2 separate regions of the Gossypium hirsutum genome follow, and region 1 is linked to region 2. Evidence: chromatin contacts called from public Hi-C data. All regions are on one chromosome and are shown on one strand. The core of a region is the stretch at or near the end of the contact, and the rest is flanking DNA. Distances in the headings are between cores, read along the strand shown.

Region 1 (5,560 bases), core at 1,053-3,552, 280 kb before region 2:
TGTTGATGGTACAAAATGACATTTGCAGCATATTCTCAGGACTACAGACTATAACCACCTGAGCCACCACTGAGAATATCATCAAGTGAAACACTTCCAATATCATTTCTGATAATTGATGGACCAGCAGGTTTTAGAGTCTCTTCTGTCAATGTAGTTGTCACAGCTATGCATCTGCAGGCAATGGAGAATGATTAGAATTACTATAAAGTTACTCCATTTCTGTATGATGAGAGAAGCAAATGGTTGACAAGCACAACCTAAACATTAATCTATATGTTAAGAAAAGGGAAAAGCAGATGATTTTGATACAACATATTAATCATGTAAGCAAATCATATTCTTCCCCCAAGTTGAAAGTGTGAAAAGAAAATAAAGAAGGAAGTAAAAAGCAAAGTAAATAGAAACAAACATGAATATAGATCATATACCTCATTTTTGCTGCAGTAGCAGCCTGTACTCCAGCCAAAGCATCTTCAATAACAACACACTGGCAAATTTAGGTAGATGTCATATTTCTCAGCAGAAGAATTACAATGGAACTTTAGGAAACAAAGAATTTTAACAACAGAAGCTCTGCAGGATTATTGTAACAAGAATATAAAATTCTCCAAGCAAGTCATAAAGCTATCAAAGTTCAGCTAACAGACAGTGGTACGCCACCCACGAGAGAAATGGGAAGTATGATAGGTGCATGAAACATGACAGTTGCAACTGGTAGAGGGGAGAGAACTAGATATACCTCATCGGGGGAAACGTCTAATATCTTTGATGCAGCTAAGAAAATATCTGGAGCAGGTTTCAGATTCTCAAAAGCATCTGCTGACACAATAGCATCGAACCTGATATATAAAGGCTAGAACCATAATAAGAACAAGAAAAAAAAAACAGATTGATGCTGAAAAGCTAAAAATGAAAATATACAACCAATATATTCATCCAAACAACTATATTAGGTTGGCAGTTGGCTTACATTGATAATGGCAATCCAGCAGCAGCTAAGTTAGCATCAACCTTGACACGATCAGCACTGGATGCAACAGCAACTTTTAGGCCTTTGTTTTTACACTGTCACACAGAATATTCCATCATATGATCATAAACCTGAGGTGACATCATTATCTCACTAGTGACAATTGGCTTCCGTACCTCATTAATGAGCTCAAAAGCACCTGGAAATCCTATTCCAGAATTAGGTTTTGCATACTACAAGAAGGAAAGAACTTTTTGTGTGAAAATTTGTTCACTGACAAACACTAAAAATGGGCATTGTATGATGGTCCTTTCATAAGAAGAAAGAATAACTCTCCATATAAAAACTAAGTGCTGATTACCTTATCAAGATATATCTCAAAGAATCTCTTTTTTGCTGCCTCAGTGTTAAATTCTTTAACACCCTTAACAGAAGCAACGCCTCCTAAAAAGTTTGCTTCACCTGGTATATCAGTAAAGTAGAAATATGCAGGTAAAGTTAACAGCTCTTCGTGACATCAAAATTAATTAACAATAAATCAGAAGAACTATTTGTCGCAGATTTACATATTTACGAAGGACTCTTTGAAACACATTTACTTCTTAATCAGCACCATACAATTAATCACCTACATTCCTCAAAATTCTTACTTTTCCGAATCACTCAAATTTATGGAAGACTATCCATAACAGGAGAAACTTAAAATAAATATCAAGGGATCAAACTAAAATTTTACCCATTCCAGTGAAAGGAGCAAAGTCCTCCGCAGTGACTTGGACACCCATCTCTGCAAAAACATCAACAGCAGCCTTTCTAGAAGGGTTCTCACTATTGCACAACACTCCATCCATGTCAAAAAGTACAGCAGACACCTTGCCCCATTCTTGTTTACTAGTTTCTTTCACATTCTTTTCTTCCACCTTAACACATGCCTTTACCACCATTTTCCCTGTAAAAACTCTGCACTTGGATCTCCATTGAAAGAAGGAGGTTGCTGTTGATATGGGTTTGGGTGATGAGAAGAAGGAGAGCTTTGTTGGGTGAGACAGAGCAGTTGGAGTTGACAATAGTCTCACGGCCATAGCACAAACTGAGTTTTCTGTTTGAGTGGCGGTAACTGGTTCCTGGAAAGGAGATTTTCAGGATTAAATTGTTTGGGTTTTTTTTTGGTGGACTATATCATCCTTGATGTAATTAAAACAGACCTTTGAATTGTTGGGCTATTTGTCCTTGTAGTGCACTGAAAATGGTTGGATGGTGTTTATACTATAAGTAGTGGTGGAGATGAAGACTTCGTCTTCTGCTGATTTTTCATTTGGCTGGCAATAATTGGTGCTTTATCCGTTTTGGTGCATTTGTATGGGTCTTAGTGACATTAAACTAGAGACAGGGCCCACTGAAAATAGATAATGATAATTGAATTAAAATTTGTAAATACTCCATATTTATTATTTAATATTTATGAAAACACGACGGCTACTAGCCATGTTTCCTCATCATTAATATAAGAGAAAAAAATATATAAAATTGTGATTCCACGTCATTCTTATCTCTTTCTAATAGGAGAATGACAAATCAAATTTTTGTTCTTGATTTTTAACATTTTTTTCTTTTAATATAATATAAAAAAAGATAATTGTTGTTTACGTTGAGGTTTTAAATATTATTTTTAAAATACAATAAATTGATTTTTAAAAAATTGAGATGAAAGATATTATAAAAACAAAATTTTGTCTCGATGTTCCGTTAGTAAGCTTATACAAAAAAAATCTTAAACAAATTTTACATGGATAAATCATATTCATTGAATACATCAATAGTTGTAAAATCACTAGATGGGAATAAAGACTGAGAATAATTTTTGGTCATGAAGTATCATATTTAATGTATCCTGCAAACAACGTAGGGCATTAATGTATCTTGCAAACAACGCACGACCTGATATAACATTCATAGTGAACTTGTTAGCAAAATTTAATTCTTCTCAAACACAGAGACATTGTAATGGAATTAAATATATATTTAGATGTCTCAGAGGAACTATTCGTATGGAATTATTTTATCCAAGTGGAAGTTGAATTATTCTTTCTTTTTTCTACTCTTCTCTTTTGTTCTTTTATAATTATATTAGTTTATAATATTTATGAAATTATTAAAAATAATTTATATTTATTTCAAATTATATTTTTATTAATAAAATAATATATCACAATATTTTATTTTTATTTCTTTATGGCTTAATAATATATCATTTGGTACCAGAGTTTGACACTTTTTTTGTAACTCCCCCATACCTGACCCGATCGTCGGGTCAAGATATTGAAATGCTACATTTGTTGTTGAAGCAACGATAATTAAATTCATTTCATTTCATCAACTCATTCAAGTTATTGAGGTCATTAAACATTTCTAATATAATTCAAACACATGCCTAAATTTTATACGAGCTTCTAATAGCTCTTTTAATAGTCAAAGATTGACTAGGTACTAAATTATAAAATTTAAGACTGACATCGCAATGTCGAGGGTTCCACATTGCAACGTCACATACTGACTTATGTCGTCGGGACATGGTAATCTTGATGTTGTGACGTGCACTCTATTTTTAAAATTTTCCATTTCTTCAGATTTCATCACCTATAACCCTATTCAAATATCAAATCTCTACCAATTCAATCAACATACCATTCATATAAGTTCAATTCCAATCTCAAGAACACATAATTCATTATAAACTCATTCAAATAAGGCTAAGTTTATAATGTTAGCAAAGAGTTTCAAGTTCTACAATTAAGTCCAACAAAAAGCTTATATTCACAAATTAACTTTACCTATGTACATGTCATAGTTGATGTCGATCCTCTACTTTAGCACTTCAAGTCTAATCTTTACCTACGTATTGGAAAGTAATGTGTTCTTGTGACAACTTAGTAAGTATTACAAGAATTAAACTTTCTATTTAAGATTTAGCTAACATTAGAATATGTATAATTTCATAAAACTAATACTAATAAATAAGAATCATTTCGCAAGACGTGAATCACATACCGGATCCATTGACAATATTCTCTTACCATATTTCATTGATATAGCCCATTGTAGACTAAACATAACATATAGGATATACGAAACAATCACAGTATTGCACCAAAGTGCCACTTTTCATCGCATTGAAGTGCCACATTTCATTTACGCGCATAGAATTCCTAATGGTATGCCATTCATATCTTATTAGTTCTCATTTCGTCTATATGGGCTTTTATACAATTATTCCTTTATATACACTCCACCAAATGAAAATCACTTAAACTTACACTTTTGACAATTTAGTTCTTATTATCATGAAATTCACTATACTTTGTAATTCAACCACACTTTCATTTTTCACACTTTCATTTATTCTTTACACTTCATTCACAATCCAATTTATCAAATTTTCAGTTCTCATAACAAATTTGTACATTATACAATTTAGTATTTTTTTTGCTATTATTTCAATATGTTAAATCAATTTTTCATATAATCAAAATTCAACTATATTCATCACTATTTATTAAGATTTACGCACATAATATTACCATATTTTAATTAAGTTAACTAATTTAACATAACCTATATCTAAATTAAAATTAAATCAAAGTAAAATTCTTGAAGTAATTACAATCGAAGTTTGGATGAAATCTTTTTTTCTTTCTTTACTCCTTGACTATTGCCTTTCCTTTTTCTCCAGTCAATCCTTCACTTTTCTTCTCTTTTTCTTTATTTCCATATTAAAACATATAACATTTACTTGTTAGAATCATAATCAAATAACATATCTATGCTATTTAAATGAAACTAATATGAATTTCATAAAGAAACTTACCATTCTTACCTTAATCACTTGTAATCAAATCCTAATTTTTATTTTCGCTCTCCTCCAAGACAACTATTGATGCTCTTTTCATGAAATCAAGGTGGCTAACAAGCTTTTCTAATGATTTTACTAAGGATTCATGAAAGAAATTGGAGGAATTAAGCTTCAAAATGGTGGAGAGAACTTATTTGTAATAAAAGCAAAAGTTGATATGGTGTAATATTTAAGGTGGCATGAAGATAGAGATGACATGGATGATTTTTCATCATCTTTCTATAATATTCTATAAAAATATATACTTAATTTATTAATTAAAATAACAAATAATTAAATATTCCAACAAATTAGATTTTTCACAATTTAGCCCTTAATCATTAAGCTTTTCATAATTATCTAATTTAATTAACTATTAATTAGTCCTTCAACTTTCCCTATAATGCCATTCATGAATCATACTTTATTTTTCATCATCTTTCTGTAATATTCTATAAAAATATATACTTAATTTATTAATTAAAATAAATAATAAATAAATATTCCAACCAAATAGATTTTTCACAATTGAGTCCTTAATCATTAAGCTTTTCATAATTATCTAATTTAAGTAACTATTAATTAGTCCTTCAACTTTCCCTATAATGCTATTCACGAATCATAAATTATTTTGATAAAATTTCACTTCTAGCCCTTCCTCATTTTTCCTTCAATTCAATGCAATTACTTCAAATTTT
Region 2 (5,517 bases), core at 2,262-4,761:
TCAATAAAATACGTAAACATTAGAGGGCTAATTTTGATACTAGACCATAAAAAAGCTCACATCATCATAGAGTGACAAAAATATTTAATTTCGAAAAGTTTAGTGATTAAATCGAAAAATTAATAGTTGGGTGACCCAAATAGAACGAAAGGCATAGTTGGGTGACCATTTTTATAGTTTACCCATAAAAAATAATTGTCAGCATGGATTTAATGTTCCACATCATCATTTAATAGATAAACTTTAACAGAGGGAGTAATTTGCATGATTTGAAATGTCAAAGAACTAATTTACCCATTTTTCAATAAAAAAGACTAAAATACAATCCATCTTTTAAGTACAAGGGCTTTCTTGATACTTTAATATATATTTAAGATATATGGAAATATGCAGTATATGTCTATATATATTTAATATATTAACTTGTATATATAAATATGTAGGATACTAAGTTAAAGTCATTGATTTTAATCTACAACCAAAATTAATATATATTATAAAAATTAGTTGTTTTAAACCAATAGTTCCTAAAACAATTTTTTCCCAAAATTATTAAATATAAGAATTGGTGAGGTGAGTCGATTGAATTTTAATTTGATTGATATCGGTATTGTTGTCAGTATAGGAGACGTGAGCTCAAGTGCATTGAAACACATTATCTTCCTATTTAATAATTGGGGAAGGACTATAGATAATACTGGAATAAAAAACATCCTAATAGTTTTATTTTTTGAAATTAACATCTCTAATTCCTTTAAATTAGAGATAAGGGACGTTTTTTTATTGTCCTTTTATCTCTTCCCTAAATCTCTTTAGTTTTGTAGTGTAGATGATATCCTAATAGAGGCAGACTTGCTAACAATGATCTCCAACTTCTAATCCGACCGATCACCGCTTGCATGCATTATATAGGAGACCGGGAGGCTATCCCGCTCATGTCCTTCACATCCGGCGAGAGCAAAACCATGATGTAGAATGGGGCTTTTCTATAAAATTAACTCGAAATTTTTAATTAATTATAGAAATGATCCATTTTTTTTATTATGTATATAAATAACTTGAAATGAATATTGAAAGTGGGTGGAGGAAAAGAGATTGGTGTGACCCACTTGTCACGTCAACCAGTCATTCATTGCTAGAATTAAAAAATTAATTTTTTGGGTGGAGCCAATCTATTTAGCATCACCTGCATAAATATCACCTTCAACACTAGTATTTTCGTGTATTTCGTGGGGCAGAAAAAAAATTTTGGGCGGAGTGAATTTATTTGGCGTGACCAGAATAGTGGTGGAGCCAAATAAATTGGCATCACCACTTTAATGTGTTAGACTTTTTTAAAATTATTTTTATTTTTATTTTAAAATTTAAATTATTATTTTATTAGTGGTGGAGCCAAATAGAATGACATGACCATCATGCTGCCGTTATTTTTTTATTTTTTATTTTTTTAAAATTATTTTTTAATAAAAATAATTTTTTTATTTAGGTAAAGCCATTCTCTTCGGCATGACCCCTATTTTTACTTGAAATTGTCACCTATGTGAAATTAAAGAATCCAATCTACACTCTCGAAAAAGACCACTAAATTTGACGATGTCAGAGCTCCATTGGATTATCGTTAAAGAAACATAAAAATCAGTCTTGATCTTCCTCCTTTCATCATCTAACATAATAAAACCTTAGACTGAATTGCAATTAGGGTTATATAGGTCATTTGGTGATATTAAAGAGAATGACTCTACAAAAATAAAAAAAAATCATTTTTCCTATTAAAAAACAATTTAAAAAATCAAAAAAATAATAGCAGCAGATCATTCTATTTGACTCCACCACTAATAAAATAATAATTTAAATTATAAAAAAAATAAAAATCACTTTAAAAAAAGTCTGACACATTAAAGTGGAGTGATATTTATGCAAATAATGTCAAATAAATTTACCCACTTAAAAAGTTAATTTTTTAATTCTAACAACTAATAATTAGTTGACGTGATAAGTGGGTCATGCTAATCTCTTTTACTCCACTCAATTTCATTATTTATAATTGATAAAAAGTTTCGGATTATTTTTATAGAAAAGCCATACACAAGGGCACTGTCTCAGCTGTGAACACTGGTGGGTTTAAAAATTTCCAACACCGCTTCTTTCTCCCTCAGCCATCTAAACCAAGCTAATGGTTGAAAAAGAAAGTTTGAGGAATTGAATACCTTTGCTAGCTATTTTTGGTTTCATCGGTTACTAGCGATAGTGCGATGTACCTAATCATTGATATTTGCCACTCAATTTATTGTTGGTTTGAAATCTCAATCATATCCCCATTTTTTATTACCAACAATTTAAATAATATTATTTTATATTAATTATATAAATTAAAAAATTATATGTAAAATTTTGATTTATGATTTAAATTATATTTAAAAATACTTTTACGCACTATAATAATTTTGTATTGTCATAATAGAATAGATCTAACTATGTACATTTTACATATATTTTTTTATGATAATTCTTTTGCAAAGTCTGTCACTTCATACTAACAGACAAAATGATTTCTTTTATAAATACCATTTCAAGTAATGAAAAAGAGATCCTTTGACCTCTTCCGTTAACTTTTGAGTAGTTATCCCCCTCAATCTTTTTCTCAAACTCTTTTGTGTGTCCTGTTTTTTTTTTTTTCTTTTTTTGCCTTTTTACCTCTCAAGGTGAATTAGCCTCCTCAACACTACCCTATTCTCATCTTTGTTGTACATTGTATTAATAATCTCTAATTTTTATTCAAGATCAATTTAAATAATCTTATTTTCATTAATTAATAAAATAAAAAAATAATTATTTAATAAATTAAAAAATATATTCATGATTTAAATTAACTATTTCTATTTGCTCTATCATATGCTTTGCTTTGGATTCAATTTTTTTTTGTATTATATATTAGAATGTAGAATTTGTATAGATAGTCATTATCTAGTTAATTCCCGTATCCTGATTTTATGAAGAATTTAATATATTTTCTCCCACGTGATGATAGGAATCAATGTATATAGAATTCCTTAATTGATGGAAAATCTCAACTTCTTTTGTAGTTTTCTTAAAGCCAAAACTTTAATTGTCCACAGAAACGAAGACGGAACATATATATACACTTTATACCCAACATTGAACAATGAAACATGCAAGTTGATAATGATGTTTTGGTATATTGTAATTGCATGTTCTTGCAAGTGAACATGCTCATCTAATTAACTACCAATTAAATGCCATTATTCAACATATCCATCCAATATTACAACCAAAGGTAGCAGAAAACCTCAATCCTATTACAAAGGGCTATATATACATAAAACATAATTGTGAAGGTTTTGTTTAGTGGGGTCGTCTTCTTTATTCTTATCATTAGATTTACAGATCACCAATAATATCGAAAACTTTCAAACTACAGCTTGGTATCTTCGCTTTTTATCATGTGTGAATGTAAGACAGTGATCATATCATTAAAAAGTAGGACAAGCTTAGACCACATGGATGGGATTCAAACCCTGCATTAAATGGGGCCACCGAACCTAGGCAGTAAGCTGCAACTCTTGGACCATTCACATTATAAGCCATACACGAATAGGTAATAAATTTTTTACTTTTAAGATTATTTTCTTCCAATAAAGTTCAAGTATCATTACCCTCTATGCATCTTTCAATTTTTATTTTGTTAATTTTTCGAAAATAACATTAGATCTCGATTAAGTTTGAAATTGAAAATTTTGAATATTTTAATGGGATAAAGCTTTTTCTTTTTACATAAGATTTTAACATAAAATCTGACTTAAGAAGTATTGAATTTCCTACCACTGAGATTTTGATAGTAATTTACTTTTCATAGTGTAGGTAATTGCTAATGCAATGAATAATGAACTGGTTATTAAATAAATAAATAAATAAAACTGTTTTTTTTTCAACATTTTCTACTCTAAAATAGTATTGCTTTGAGAACTTTTAAGATTCCTCCTGACAATTATATCCTTAAAAAAAGCATTATAAAACAACATACTAAATTATTTATTGTATTAGTTAAATGCACTCAATTCCTAGAACAACGAAATCAACAGGGTCCACACTCAAAATTCCTATAGGAAAGTTTCTAATAACAATCACAAGTAATTAGTTGTAAATCATTGGACTACCTGCTTTACCAAACCTACCCCTTTCATATCTAATATCTAAGCTGGTGGCATATATTGATTTCATTGCAACTTCCATTTGTAAAATAGATGATGCCTCTACTATATATGGCTGAGGGTTCATACTAACTTCTTTACCCCGTTTTAATGGAATAAAAGGCTTACGATCAGTTGTAATAAGTGCAAAGCTATTGAGAACAGTTCTACTGTTCTTTTTAAGTATTTTAGTTTGCACTATAGTTTCAATGTCATATAAGTTAAAAGAGGTTAATGTCTATGATATTACTCATTAACAAAGTTTGTTATACCTCATTCGGGTTTGACATTTGATACTCTCGGAAGGTACTAGGTGGATGTTTGAAGATGGTTCTTCACCTCATGTTCTTTGAGCTATTTTCAATTGTTTAACTTCACTGACTAACTACTCGCCATGAAACCACCTATTAATAAAGGGAACATCCTTTTTCATCAAGCTTTCCACTTATCATGATTTGGTTACCCGCTTTTCAGTATGAACATTTCTTCAAATATAAACACTTTTTTTAGAGACCATTAAGGCCCATTTGAGCATAAGAATCTTATACTACTCAAAAAAAATAACAAAATAAGTAATGTTACACACATCCTTCATATACTCCATGATGGTAACTACCTTATCACATCACTAGAGAAGAAGAGTTTCGTTATAAATACTCTAAGACAAAAGGAAAAATAGATCTTCCTCTTTAGCAATCTTGAGCGCCTATTCTCTACACTCCTTTTAATGCCTTCACACCATCCTTCCTTCTCCTCTTATTTCTTTTTAACTCTCCATTTGTTTAGGTAAACAGGTTCTTTTGTATCATCACCATCTCCTCTTTGTCTCCAATAAATTTAATGTTGCAAAACAAATGATGATTCATCAAGTAATTTGTATTTGTCTTTCACCATCTTACCATCAATCAAAATAAAAGAATATAAGCAAGCATGCCTTTTTCTTTTATTTGAATATTATGTTATGTATCCACTGTAAAAATAAGAAAGTTCTATGAAACTGTAAAAATTTATCATCCCTTTTCAAAATTAGGATTTCTTTGAGACATGGAGTACACTGACTACAATAAAAGCAAATTTCAAAGAATGATGAAAGGGGAACAGCTCTTTTTTCATTGGTTTTCAATTTTCAAACACTGCTAAAAGAAAAGTAGTTGTTGGTAATTAGGATTGCAAGTACTTTGGAACTGGATGTTGTCTGCTTGATTTTCCATTTTTTTTTTATTTGAGTTTTGAGTTTTGGGGGTCTTCCAATTTCTGTCACGAAAGTAAAGACATTTTTCACTTTTACCACTAAGCAAACATACGTAGA

Evidence for each region. Hi-C and Micro-C count contacts between places; a contact is called where the count stands out from the background.
Region 1: a contact with region 2 is called in a Hi-C map of leaf, with 2.3 times the contacts expected there. The contact joins the promoter of LOC107887200 here to the enhancer-like site in region 2. A contact is called at or near these places in 3 of 34 Hi-C or Micro-C datasets (callus and leaf).

What each region holds. Positions count from the first base shown.
Region 1 is chrD13:39,837,965-39,843,524 of Gossypium_hirsutum_v2.1, reverse strand. LOC107887200 (protein SUPPRESSOR OF QUENCHING 1, chloroplastic) reads right to left here and starts at 2,302. Exons shown (of 28, transcript XM_016811371.2): 1 at 1,710-2,302; 2 at 1,335-1,435; 3 at 1,150-1,206; 4 at 974-1,068; 5 at 743-842; 6 at 432-490; 7 at 59-174. The coding sequence starts at 2,055.
Region 2 is chrD13:39,555,600-39,561,116 of Gossypium_hirsutum_v2.1, reverse strand. No RefSeq gene overlaps it. Among protein-coding and RNA genes, the nearest start is that of LOC121224966, 35 kb to the left of the region's middle. Within about 2 kb of position 3,511, at least 4 of the 9 cell types and tissues checked have an H3K27ac peak or open chromatin away from gene starts, as enhancers often do. A contact at or near this core is called in leaf, where this site is marked.